Regions from separate parts of the Anas platyrhynchos genome. Here region 2 is linked to region 1. A link is a contact called in public Hi-C data. All regions are on one chromosome and are shown on one strand. Each heading gives the region's core, a stretch centred on a gene start, on an enhancer-like site or on the middle of the called end of the contact. The rest is flanking DNA. Distances are from core to core; before and after follow the strand shown. Region 1 has its middle 68 kb from the start of XPC. Region 2 has its middle 26 kb from the start of XPC.

Region 1 (6,928 bases), core at 613-3,112:
AGTGAAAATTTGTTTATCATGGGTCAGTTACTGGAGCTGTATGAAAAGCAGCAGGTTTTGGGGTCTTGTGACAGAATGGTGGCAGCTGCCAACGCTTCGGGACTTCTGAGCTCTGCAACCAACTCGGAGAAGAGTGGACCAGCCATGCACTGTACTTCTGGGACTGAAAACCAAGCTGAAGGGAGACGAAAGAGAAGATAAAGTATTGGGACTTTGTTATAAATGCTGGAGAAGAAAAAGCGAAGAAATGAGATAGAGAAGCAAAACCACAACCCAGTTTTAAAGCAGGCCTCCCCGTGGGTGCTGCGTGCTGCAGTCCCGCTGAGCTGCAGCAAGGTCAGCGTGCCCTCGGAGGGCCCCTGCAGGAGCACACGTTGTTAGGGAGCTCTGCGTGCCGAGGTGGGAAAGGGCATCTGAGCTGATGCTGGGTTTCGCTGCTGAGATCTGGAAAGTGAATCGTGAGCGGAGTTTGCTGGGAATGCTCTGACAAAATGTTTTCTTCATCAGAAAGCAATGATTAACTGAAAACAAACAAACTTTGTTTCATCTAAATGAATAGATTCCCGCTGAAATACAGGCTAAATTCCCCTGGATCCGTGCCTGGTTGCTAGTGTGACTGGCAGAAAGCCGGGCAGGCACTGAGGGTCCACAGCTCCCGCGTAGCTCCCACACGCTGAAGTGGGGCTCCAGAGCTCCCAGCTGCACACCCAGGAGCCCGGGCAGCCTCGTGAGTCCTGCCTGTGGCTATGTGGACCAGGGCTCTGATCTTCTTCCCCTCAGCAACCAAGGAGTTTCACTGATACCGAGTGCTGTGGTGCCTGAAAAATAACCTGAGCTGTTTCCAAAGTGTTAACTAATATGAAAAGCTTCTGGTGTGATGGGCGTGGGGCTGCCCCTCGTTCAGACACTGTCCTCCAGCAGAGAGGAGCTGGCTGGTTTATTTGAAACATCACGTCTTTTTCCTCACAAGGAGGAATTAGGCACAGGCACTTTGCAAAGAAAGATTTAATCCCATGGATGGCTCAGCTCCAGATGCAGAACATCTCCTCAGGAGAGGGAGTAGTTCTGCTGTGGGCAGCACCTAGATAACCTGTCATCACAGGCAGCACGCGTGCTTAGGAGGGCCACGAGAGCTCTGTCACACTCCCATCACATTTTCTATAGGATAAGGAAAACTTGCAGAAGCCAAGCTTTCACCACAAGACTCAAGGATGTTGAAGGCAGCTGAACTCAGAGCAAGATCATTACAGGAGCAGAGCAGCGCTGCGGGTAGGATGGTTACTGGGAGAAAAGCCCAGCAGTGAGCAATGAGGCTGCTTCGCAGGATGACCACTGGTTCTTGATCTTCCCTGCATCTCTTGGATATATCCAAGGAACAAACAGCAATTTAACAAATTGACTGTATGTTAAGTAAAAACTTAGCAGGAAAGCAATGAAACTCCGATTCACAGAATCCAAGGGAATGGTTTCTTGTGTTTAGGTGGAGATGTGTTATTTAGTGGCTGCACAGAGCACATTAATACAAACTGCTGTATGGGAGCCATCCTTGTTGGCTAAAGGGGATCTCAACAGCACCACCATTAACTCTTAAAAAGCTATTAAAGATCAGGTTTGTCATCAGAGATATTACATATGTTGTCATCTGTTGGAAAGGCAAAGCCATCGTGTTGTATTTAAGTTCTTCCCAGGGTTTTCATCTGCTGTTACACAGCTGAAACAAAATATACATAATTTGCTCTTTGTTACTGCTAAAATGTTCAACATATTTAAAACACTTTGAATTCCCATGCTGAAAGGTATTGTGAAAGCAGTGTTCATATTTATTATTAGAATGAGGTTAGCAAGCAATCTTGCCTGCAGAGACATCTGGCAACAAACACATCTGAACTGAGCGGAGGCCACTTACTAATAAGGTTTCTAAGTAGGGAAAGGGACAGGGTGTTCTCAAAGATCCCGTAGCTGGAATTAAAACAGGGAGATTGAGCTTATCTGCTATGATTTACATGGCTCTCTTCAGGACCTTTTCTGGACATTATTGCACATATAGCTGAAATCATGCAGTAATCTAATATAATGTTGGTTCCAACTTATAGAGCTAAAAATGAACTGCCTGTACACAGTCCAGAAGCGCTCTGGGAAGGCATTGCCAGCAGCCAGAGTATTTCTTTCCTTTCAGACATCAGGGTGGATAATCAGAATCAGTTTCTTTTGCTCGTTGTAGGAGTTACTCAGTTCTCTCTTAATTATAAGTTGCTGTGGGTGAGCTAAGTGCATATGAGCCAACAGTCAGCAAAGTTTGTTGCAAAGATTTTTTTCTGCCTTCTTATTTTGAATGCAGAGAGGAGGAAAAAAATACAAGGGTGACAGCTGAGGAGGGAAGTCAAAGATTAGCAGACTCAGTAACAGTGATTTTCTGCGGGAAATGAGGGCTGTATTTTTTTTTTTTTAAGTGGATACCTGACACGATCTACATGTGCACAAGGAATGATGGGGATTATTAGAATTTACAGTCTAGGGATGACCCAAATTTGACATAGGTGCCTTTTGAAGATACTGAATGTGGCAGGAACCACAGAGTATTTAAATGGCTTGTGCTGGAGGACTGAATAATCTCCAACGTCAAATTCTGAGAGACCTGATACAAAAATTACATGGTTTTGTTTGTTTGTTTGTTTGTTTTTTAATTATTAATCCATCAAGTTAAAGGCAGTACTGTGTGATTATAGAATAGAAAACATAACACAAATACTTGAGATGGAAAGAGGAATCAATCTACAAAATTATCAGTCAGACTGCGGTAGCTCATAAGGCATTTAGAACAGTTTTTGAAGAAAACAGTAATTAAAGACAAGCAAGTAAAGGAAAAGTGGGATAAAATAAAAGCGTTTATCACAGATAAATCATGTCTGACTAACCTCATGATTTTACTTCGTCAGGTCTAGACAAAGGAGATGTGGTGGATCACATCTGTCTAGACTTCAGTGAAACAGCAGAGGTGTAAAGTCATGATGGTGAATTTTTTGCAGAGCTGGAGAAGCTGGGGAGTACAAAAGCGAAAAAATGGGAAAGGAGCCGGCTGAATGGGAGAGAACAGAGGGTAATGTTGAAAAGGCCTGGAGGGAAGTTACCAGTACAATTCTTCAAAGGAAAACTTAATGCCTATCTTAAGTTTCATGAATGACATGTATAAAAGTATCCCAGTGAAATCTGGTGAAAACACAAAGCTGGGCAGAATTGTCAATGCAGAAGAGAAACAGCAAATCAAATGGAAATGAAATGGTCTATTAGACTGGTCCCAGTAGAGAAGCTATCATTGAAAATGTTGAAATAACCTTTTCTTGTTATGCCTAAGAAGATGAGGCCAAGAGGGGATGTAATTGTTCTGGCAACGCAGGACCAGGGTATTAGAACCTATTCAAGCTGAAGATCAACTTTGGCAAGGAAATAGAAGGGGATGAACTGGCCAAGAATATTGTTATATTCTACTGAAAATCGATGTTTAACCTGGAAACTAGAGAAGTTTTCAACTTTCAGAAGAGGGCCGTTCTGGAGTGGCTATTCAGTAAAAGTAAATCATCTATTTCCGAGATGATGTTTGATCATTTTCTCAAAGGATTTTTCTATGCTGCATGAGGACTGTTCCTGGCCAGTTGTCCCTATTGCCTCTCCTTGCCTCCCCTCCTAGGGAGACTGAAATTCTGAGCAACACTGGGTCACAGAGGGTGTGGGAACATCCCTCCTTCCCTGGGATGTGTGGGTTCATTTCTGGCATTGTAGATGTGAGTCACACAATATACCTGTGAGGAATGACAATGTGGTAGACGGAGCCCTGAGACACGGAGCCTGGATTTCATTCCCATCCTATTCTGACTTGCTTGCGTGCTGTCAGATTAACCGCTAAGGATTTAAGCAGCTGAATAAGAATTTGGGTGAACTGAAGACTCACTTCTGAGCCTGCTGCCCTCAGCGAGTGGTCAACTAACATAAGGGATCAAATAAACCTCACTTCCTCATTTGATCTGAAAGTACCCAAGATACCCCCCACTCTTTCTAAACATGTTCCCACCTGAAGACCTCAAGGCCTAGTTTCCATCTCTGCTCGGTCGCACATTGGAGGGGAGGAGAGAAGCAAAGAGCTCCAGACACCACGGTGGGATGGGCATTCCCTGCCTTGAACCACTGGGACATCTTCCTCGCAAAGAGCTGGAAGAATAATGCTATAGCTGAATTCACAAGAGCTCCAGCATCTTGGGTTTCTGTGCCCAGCCACAAAGGCACTTACCTGGGATAGGGTCTCTTCTCGTTAAAGGTTAAACTCATTTTCCAAGGGAGGATTTACACATTTTGCAATTTCATTTTTGTGCAGACCAAAAAAATAGTTGCTGAAACCTCACTTTTTTTGATTTTCTGGATTTCCACCAGCTTTACCTGAGGACTTTTCAGAGGTCCTCCTCTCTATTAAGAATTAATAGCGTGTGTGAGGGCTGCCCTCTGAGCTGGTGAGTATCACAGGGGAAGCAACTCACTTTGGTCTCCACCCGCGGGGTCAGGGAGGCTGAAGGAAGCAGCTGTTCTAGCTGTGGCTTTTCATTTCAGTACCCGTGCTGAAAACAGAGAGTCTGCAATTTCCTCCGAGTCCAGCCAAATGCTGGACCTGAGTGACAAAACCCTGCAAGAACAGCAAGTTCGCAGAATGTTTTTGCAGCTGCCAGCTTTAACCCAGAGCAAATGACAGGGAGGCAGCTGCAAAGGCTTGGTACTGGGAATACCCAGACCCTGGCATCCTTTCCTCTTCCAAACTGCATTGGCTTGCTGGTGTTGGCTCTGCTGGCTGCAGGTTTGCCTTGGCATGTGGCGAGTCCTGCCACACTGCGGCACGGGTAGTCCCTGCAAGGCTCCCAGGGCAGCAACCCATATCTGCCTCCTCCGTTTGTCCTCTGATCAGTGGCATCAGGATGCTCATGGTCATCACGTGGCTGGTCACGAGGCAGCTTGCTGGTCCTCTCTAAAGGCTCCCTGTGTCTTTTAGGTGAGCCCAGTTATTTGGGATTACGTCCTGCCCAGTTTTCTGCATGAAATGTTGCGCCATCTCGACATGTGGATTTGCAAATGCCAGTGTATGCAGTGGCTGGCAAAGGCTTCCAGAAAACTTGTGAGGTGTTAACCTGCTTCTGTACCTAGAGGGTGGCGAGAGCAAAATGGGATTCATCTCAGGAGCTCAGCCAAATGCAACACAAAACGTTTACATAGGGACAGTGATACTAAGCTGAGAAGTATCAGGCTTTTTGATACCAATTGTGCTTCTCTAACCATCAGGCTACTCCTCAAGCCCTAGATGTATGGGGAATTTCAAGACAGGCCTTAGAGATAAATTGAAGGAAGGAATGTCCTTTAGATCTTGATTATTGTGTGACTGCTCTTCTGAAATACTTAGGCCTAATGGGCAATTAAAAACACTGATTTTTCTGGCTCCAGTGCCTACCAGCTTGCTTAAGGTGTGATTCAGGACCTCAAGAGAAGACAGCTAAAATGGAAAAAGCAAGTACTTTTTTGTATGTGTGCTAAACAATGAAACAAGGGTATATGGACATGGATGAAGCCCATGCATGCATTTGAGAGAACAAATTCAGAGAGAATAACATTATGCAACATAATTGTGTCCTCCTAGAGCCAGGAAGATTCGTGCACTCTCTGAGTCACGATTAAGGAAGGCCACCCAAAAGCTCATGGCAAACTCTGCAAAACATCCTTCTGGAATGATCTTGTGTCCTGGATTCTCTCTTCCTTTTTGGATTATTATTTTTTTCTTTTTCTCCTATTTCTCTCGATTTCTTTCTTCATAGATTTATCTTTTTCAAGATAAATGACCAGGAAGTGCAGTCACGGTTTCATTCCTATAGTCTTTGCCGTTCCTGACTCCTCTTGATAAAAGCACAATTACACAGCTTTATCCAGAAGAGAGGACCTGGGCCCCTGCTGCACACTTTAACCAGTTGCTTGCTTATGGTGAGCAACGTTTTCAGAGAGGATTAGGATTCTGGGTGCCCAGACACTAATAAAGGCCCTTGCACAGCTACACAATGCTCCCAGAAATTGAATTCCTTTGCTGGGGGCTTCAGCTGGGACACCATAGATTAGCAAAGGGTTTTGAGAGGCTTTTCCCAGGAAGACTGGCAATAAATAATGAATCTGCTTTTCACAGCTGAGACCACAACATATATGCTTTTGCCAGTTATCTACAAGAGAAAAGTTGAAATTAAAAGAAAATAGCTTTCCCCAATTCACGAATAACCACATGGATCTGTTTCAGAGATTGTTTGGATTTGTCTAAGAATTTTATTTGCTAGGAATATGCAAGCAGGACATCACATCAGTATTTTCTTAGGCTATACGTATATAAATGTGTGCACACAGAACAGAGGGAGTGTTGCTGAGAGGTCCACGCACGACACTTCTGGATTGCAGCCGTAGTTCTGCCACCATCTTGCTGAAACACCTTACGAAACCCCACTTAATCTCTCTGCTTCTGTAACAAAAGAGTTCAATTACAACCGAAGAAGAGCCCCACACTGTGTCGATGGTTGCGGAGTTTCACAAACGGTGGTTTGCAAAGAGCTCAGAGGGCCCGAGTGCCGGGGGCGTTGGGAGCGCTGGCCATGCGGTACGTATTAGGGAAGGCAGAGAAAGAAACTCCTGTGTGTGCTGTTCATTACTCCTGTGCTTGCTGTTCATTACTCCTGTCTTTACTGTTCATCCGAGGAGCTGAGATGAAGACAGGCAGAGCGGCCGGAGCTGTGCACTGACCCATGGATGTGCCGTGGCCTGTGAGGAAATGCTGGGAGCCCTGGGCTGCTTCGACCCGTGGAGGAGACAGGCTGGCTGTGCTCAGCTCCATTAAGGGATGTTCTGAGGGAGAGCACACATCAAA
Region 2 (6,969 bases), core at 2,851-5,350, 40 kb before region 1:
GAAACAAAGGACGGATTTAGACTTTGATTGGTCCCTTTTGCAGTTGTTTCTAAAGTAATGGTGGAGCAAAGATGGTCCTTAGAAAGCCTCAAGGAAAAGGAGTTTTTGCACACTTAAATTTTGCTCTTCCAGCAACTGATTAGAAGCCAGTAAAGCTAAAGACAGGACAGCACTGTGATCAAAATGTGAAAAAGGTCATAATAAGAATACCTTTCTAGCCTTGGATGCTGAAAGGGTCATCAATACCAATTTTTGCACCAAGAACTGGGAGCTTTGGGACAGGACTTTGTGAAGGCCCTCAGCTGAAAGAACAAAATCCGTTCACCACTGAGCAAGCTGCTGTGCTGCTTCTTCAAGGGTGGGAGGTCAACACACACACAGGCTCTAGAACAGCACAGGAGGTGCGTGGTAAAATGACGTGCTTATTCGATCTCATCATTAAGCAGTGTTCACCAGATCTTGGTGGTGTTATCATCAGACAAGTATTCTCTTGTAAAATTGATACCTCCCCGACTACTACTTAATAGTAACGTAATAGCTGTGTTGAAGTCATGGTGGTCTAAGGATAGAATGGAAGCTAGGCACTCAGAGAGAGATGATATCTTTTATTAGGTATTTGAATGCACATTCTGCCTTCCCTGAGAGACCTTAAAAGAGTCTAGTGGACAACTTTATAGCATAAGCTGATGAGTGAAAAGGATGTTTTCTCACCCTTAAACTTCTTCTCTTTGGGCGGGGTTCAATAATGATAAAGTAATGTAAAGAAGCTTGCACTGTTGTGTTCTGCAGTGTGTTTGCTGGGTGAATAAACAAAGGACTTCAATCTCCAGCACTGTTCCTGCTCCGGTGACTGCTTTGTAAATGCTGATGGATGGATCAGGGGAGGATATAAAGATAAAAGTCTGACACATCTTGCCAGAACTGAATTCATGTATGGATCGAAAGTGAAGTGTAACTACCACCCAGATCAAATTCTTTCAAGAGCCAGAGCTGTCTAGACCAACAGCAGATATTTATTTTTAGGGTTGATATTTGTGGGTTTTATTAGCAATGCTGCTTTCCCTGGGGTAAAAGCAGGGGAGAGAAGAACACCAAATCGTCTTGAGCTTCTATTGTTAAAGCAAGCTTTATTTTTTGTGGGGTTCCTGAAATATTCTGAAATATTCTCTGCTTTAAAATGCCTTGAGGAATCAGTGTAATAAAACTGGCATTTGAAAACCAAATGAGGTATTTAGAGAAAAGGGACTCTGTAACTTAGATAAAGAGTATCATAATGAAGTGTTTTTTTCTTGTTTTACTTCCGTTGAGACAGTTCTGGGCAGTTAATTTTACCACTAGTCGTGATGTGTAGATAATGAGGTTTGCAGGTTAGCTCAAATGTAGATATGGATCTGTTAACTACAGCAACACAGAAGGCAGATTTTGGGTCCATTCTACTAACAGTACCCCTTTTTTAGCAAATTGGGTAGCCACTGCTATGCTCTAATGTGCCTTATTTCTGTATTTGGGTTTGCACTCATGGAACACCTGCAGACAAACCTTTCAGGTGTAGGAAGCACTGACTTCTTCATTACGTTCAGCTGGGTTGTGGGCAATGAGCAGGAGGTGTGTCATGAGGTTTTCCAAGCAGCTTACTCAAACTGGAAAGCAGAAGAGATGAACTTGGATGTTTTGTCAGACGACTCTTCTCAAGGACATGGAGTGGGATCCTCACAACGTGATTTCACCACGGGAGAGTGGGTGCTAATACTCCTCTTTGCCAGTAAGGCCTTCTTAGACTTCCAAAATGTTCTAAAGGTCTCACAGAACACAATCTCTACACAAAATCAGGTTTTTATTTCTGCAGCATTTTGTCTGAGCAGCACCATTCTGGCCAGCAAAGCTCAGTAACTGCCTATTCATGATGTAGGAACATCCCGGCGCTGGAAATCATTTGTGTTGCATCGCTGACCTCCAGCAGTTGCTCTGAAAAACTTTCCATCCAAAGCAGAGGTAAATGTGTCTCTAATACCCTCTTCAAAGTGAGTTTGTTGGGAGTTTGTGAATCAAAAAAGAGCAAGCAGCATGGAATTCCTGTTTGGCATCTGAGGCGGCTTATAAGTGGAAGAAGCAAGTTCATTTTTAGTTACAGGTGGGTGGTTGCTTTTCCCCCTCGTGCCAGCGACTTAGCACTACAGCTCCCTGGTGCTGCAAAATACCAACCAGCACAACCTTCCCTGCTCTCCAGACGTGCCTCCACTAGATGACAGTGTTGTACAAAGCTAGACTGAGAAGGCTCGTGCCCAGTCCTGCAGCCCTGGGTGCTTCGCTCATGATACTGGGAGCACAAACAGGTCTGTCTCCTGTATGAAATAGGTGCTTGGTGGATCGGCTGTCTAACTGCACAGGGAGATGCTGTGAATGAGAAGACACCGAGAAGTGCTGTGAATGTGTCAGCTGGTTGTTCTGGGATTACAAACAGGATTCAGGATTCCCACATGTCAATGGAAATGTCTACATGGGGAGGACGGAGTTTCAACTTTGCTGTGATACCTGTAGCAGCAGTTCCGAGTGTACAGCTTGGAACAGCAGACTTCTCTGATTTCCCCCCATATATATATATCTATGCTATAGATATATATATACACACACATAATTATCATTGCTTACAGGTAGCTCAAAGACTGGAATGAAGTCTGTTGTTTTGAAAACACAGAAGTTTTCCTCCTGGGAGCATGAATTAGAATATTAAGCGGATGTGGCACCCCAGGTATTAGGGAGGAGTATTGCCCATGTTCTCACGTGGGGAATGGGATCCAGTGGCCAAGACTGGAATATTGGCTGCTAGTCCAGTGAGGAGAAAAACAGATTAGAATTTATTTTGCATTTTTTTTTCCCCCAGTTATGTCAATTCCCTTTTCCTTTGACATGCTGTTTCTCTCGTTTCTGGACAGATAGTGGAGATTTCATATAGCAGCGAACAAAACAAATCAAGTTGATTGGGAGCTTCTACCTTCTGTCTCAGGGCTTAAGAACAAACATACGGATAATTTTCTGAAAGTCAACAAGTTTGTAGTGGATAAAAGAAAATACTTTCAGCCCCCCTAAAACAAAGGTCTTAATTACATGTATACTGTGTGGAAAATGTTGCAGAGGATATTCCGTGTTGCCAGGCTTGTTTCAAGACATTTGGGATAAATTACTCTATAAAAGAAAATTTTATAGCTGCTTTACGTTTTGTTTAAGCTTTTAAGAGTAAAGACTTTGTAAAAGCTGCCTTCCTGGAGCATACATGTGTGGAATGATGTGATTCTGTCTGACCCAAGTATTTTCTTCCCACCTCATGCCTGTTCTGTTGTTTGTATATTTGGAAGCTTAAGTACAGAGAGCCTGGATGACAACACAAACATAAATGCTTTGGCTGTGGTATGGGAAATGGCACCTGGTCCATTTATTGTCTGTGGCTTTGCAGAGTGCAGCTGAAGCATATATCAGGGTGATGCTGCTGCAGTCTGCAGTAACAGGTGCAGTGTATGGTTTGTGTGCCTTGGAAAGGGACCCTTCCACCTGCACTGTCACATTTCCCTCCTCTTTAAGTCTTTCCCCATATTCCCTATGGGCAGTTGGATGGTGGTTCAATGCAGTTTCCTGATGTGTTGATCAACACAAAGCCCAGAAAACACTTGTGGTATTCCTGTGCCATTCTCTGTGGCACAGCCATTCCCACTGCTTTTTATGGGGTTTCCTCCTGTGCTCCATCCTGGCCCTGTAAGGATGTCCCCTCCTCCTGATGTACCTCTTCTGTCCTACCCCATGGCTGTAGCTTCACAGGGAAAAAACACATTCTGTCCTGTACCACCCAGATTGCTTGGAAGACCTATACTTACCTCACACTTTTTATTTTTTTTTATGTTGCTAAATAAAGCCCTCAGTACTTACCAAGAATAAGTAGAATTTAATGGCAGGATTAGTACTGCAATGTTTATAAAGGTCAAGATAAGGAAGAGGTCCACAGCAGCACCCTCCCAACTTCAGGAGAACAAAATCACAGCAGAGAAGGTGCCAAAGCAGAACTGAGGCTTGGTTAGCCCTGAAATTCAAGGACATCTGGATCCAGATAAAAAGCTGTGGTCAGCTTTCTTCTCTAATATGAACTGAATTCAAACACCCTTGGACTTTGTGTTGAGCCAGTTCTGGAACCCATCCCCCTCTCTAATCTCTATTGATCTATGCCCCTTTTTGTGTGTAGCTAAATTAAGAGAATTTGGCGTTCTAACAAAGTGGCTAAGCCAAACACTCAAAACTTGAGAAATGCAAGAATTTAAGTTGTTGCTGCAAATTCATTATAGCCTTTGGGTGTATGCATTATGGCATTGTCTTTAATCGCAGGCTCACATACTATAAATGTATGCTCTGTTTAAAGTGCAGGACGGATACTGTTCACTTAGTGAACAACTATTAAATATTTTCTTTTATCTTCATTGTTCAGTGTGTACCCCATGGCTTATTTGCTGCACACTATTCAAAGCCTTTTCTCAATATAGAATTATTAACTTCCTTGGGAGCTTTCCTTCAGCAGTCATCGTTATTGTATCTGGGTGCTTCACAGACATGAAATAACCTATTTTCACAATGCCTCAATGAAGTGAGGGGATACTGCACCCCCACTTGCACAGATGGCAGGCGGAGATATGAAGATGAAGTGAAAACATTGCCAAAGATTTTTGACTGTCTGGGACTTGATTTTTTTTTTTTTTTTTGAGTTCACAGCACTGCAAAACATTTTCTATATTCAGAGCATAGGTCCTACCAGTTTCAGTTCTAGCTGTAAGTGCTCAGCAGTTTTGCAGATCAGACTCTAGGGTCTCCTGTTGGGTCCCTAAGAGGATGACTAACAAGCTGCAAAAATGTGGATTAATCAATTTGCTTGGCAACACACACAAACACTGTGCTGGAGGCTAGGGTAGCGACCAGTTCTGCAGGAGCAGCTTTCATCCATCTTGAACAGAGACCTAGACTTAGTAGCACCCAAAGAAGAGACTTGATTCCTTTGCTCACAGCTGAATCCTCAAGCCCCTTTCTGCAGCTGAACCCTGGAAATGAACCATCTGTCACCCTTGCACAGACTCTTTCACAGAGTCTAGCTTCGCCCTCTGGAAGCTCACTCTAGTGAGAAGGGTTTCTCCAGAAACCTGACCAGCAAGCCAGTGCAGCAAGTCCTTCCTTCACTAACTGTGGAGGGACCTGAAGAGGAATATCCTCACTAGGCCCAAGTTACTCGGTGTAAATGACCTACCTGGGTTTCCAGCACTGCTATCTGCTCTGAAGCTCCACTCAGTGCATTGCTGGCCTCTCAGTCCCAACAGCTGTGTCTTCTCCCCCTTCCCTTTATCCCCAGTTCCTACACCAAAACAGCCCTGTGCTCCCTTTTTGCCCATCCTGCAGTCCTCACCTCACCAAACTCTCTTTCAGACAGTTTCTTTCTCTTCCTAGTAGGCTTGTGCTTTTTACCTTCTGCATGTAGACAGTTTAACTATTGGTACTACCAGCTTGGTAGCAAGGTGGGTATTAAAAGCTCAGGGCAGTCCTGGTCCTTCCCCTGCCTTTTAATGTTGGGATGTATCTCAAAGGGATGGGAGTAAGAGTGCACAGAATAAAAAACAGACAAACAAACAACCCCCACAAAACAAAACACAAACACAACAACTCCAACAACATAGTCTTGAATGCTGCATGCTCAGCTTAGAGGTAAAATTTCCTTGTTGCACCCACCCGTTCCCATGTAGATACTGCCAGGGAATAGAGATCTGCAGTGAAAATGGATTTTTTTTCCCCCTTCAAGAAATGCTGTTCAAAGTTTTTGAAACACAGTTTCTGAGTTTCACAGGAACAACACAGGACACACTCACAATGAAAACTCTCTTTTTCAGGATCTTTTGGGAAGTGTTGAGATTTCCAGATTTTGTTTTAAACATAGCCAAAGCAATGTATTTTTCTCCAGTTTCATTCTTGGAAAAGGCAGAGTGTTTTGGCTAAAATTTCCCTTAAAGTAAATAAATCAGCCAACGAGAGGCACTCAGCATGGAAAATTTCAGCCTGGATAGTTAAAGGTTGGCAATGTTTTCAGCAATTGAAAAGAGGATTTTATAATGAATGGGAAGTGTCAAGCAACCTTTGTAATAATTGATGCTACCAGCCCCTGCTTATAATAAGTACAATTATCAAATGTTTCAGTAAAATCATCTCTGTCCCAGAAAGAAGCTCCATATTAGTGCCAAATCCTTCAGGCTTAATACCTTTGTTACTAAATGAAGCCTCCATTGCCAACTCCTAAGTACTTAGAAAGGAATGTTCTACTTAATTCCCATTCATAGCTGTAATTCATGACTAGTCTGAACTTTCCGTGCACCTGTAAAGGCGCTGTTTGTGTGTGTTGTACTGCTGGCAACGGCGACCGTTGTAAAAGGTACAGAATAGATGCCACAACGAAAACGTTTTCCTAAGATAATAGGAATATTAGTCAATTAAAGCAATCCAATCTAGATCCAAATCAGTGGAGATGGTAGGAAGATGAGGTAAGTGGCACTGCCGCTACCTGCGTGGTGTTCTCCAAACAGCAAATGTCACTCTCCAGTCTTCAGTAACCCTAATCTGATGGGGAGAACACCAGCAGTGGCAATGAACATGGGGTATCGGTGGGTAAAGGTTACTGAAAGCTGAGCCTATCTTCCTTTTGAGGGTGTGTGTGTATATGTGTAGGCGATGAGTTCTGAGATTGGTTTTCAGATATAATTCGGAGAGCAACTGCAAGGAAAACAAATTAGAGTGAGGAGCTGTATTCAGGTAAAACGCAGCTATCTCTTGAAAGGGAGACATCAAAATGGGGTCTTCTCTCCCAGCTGATTTCTGGGCAGAGTCACAATTATGGGCTTGGTAAAAGCAAACACATTTTTTTCTGCTCTTTGCCCTCTTCTTTCTTTAAAAAACAAA

Evidence for each region. Hi-C and Micro-C count contacts between places; a contact is called where the count stands out from the background.
Region 2: a Hi-C map of skeletal muscle shows a contact between it and region 1, with 3 times the contacts expected there. The contact joins two enhancer-like sites. A contact is called at or near these places in 2 of 8 Hi-C or Micro-C datasets (liver and skeletal muscle).

Annotation. Positions count from the first base shown.
Region 1 is chr13:10,335,110-10,342,037 of IASCAAS_PekinDuck_T2T, reverse strand. No RefSeq gene overlaps it. Among named protein-coding and RNA genes, the nearest start is that of XPC, 68 kb to the left of the region's middle. Within about 2 kb of position 1,862, at least 4 of the 8 cell types and tissues checked have an H3K27ac peak or open chromatin away from gene starts, as enhancers often do.
Region 2 is chr13:10,376,947-10,383,915 of IASCAAS_PekinDuck_T2T, reverse strand. No RefSeq gene overlaps it. Among named protein-coding and RNA genes, the nearest start is that of XPC, 26 kb to the left of the region's middle. Within about 2 kb of position 4,100, at least 1 of the 8 cell types and tissues checked has an H3K27ac peak or open chromatin away from gene starts, as enhancers often do.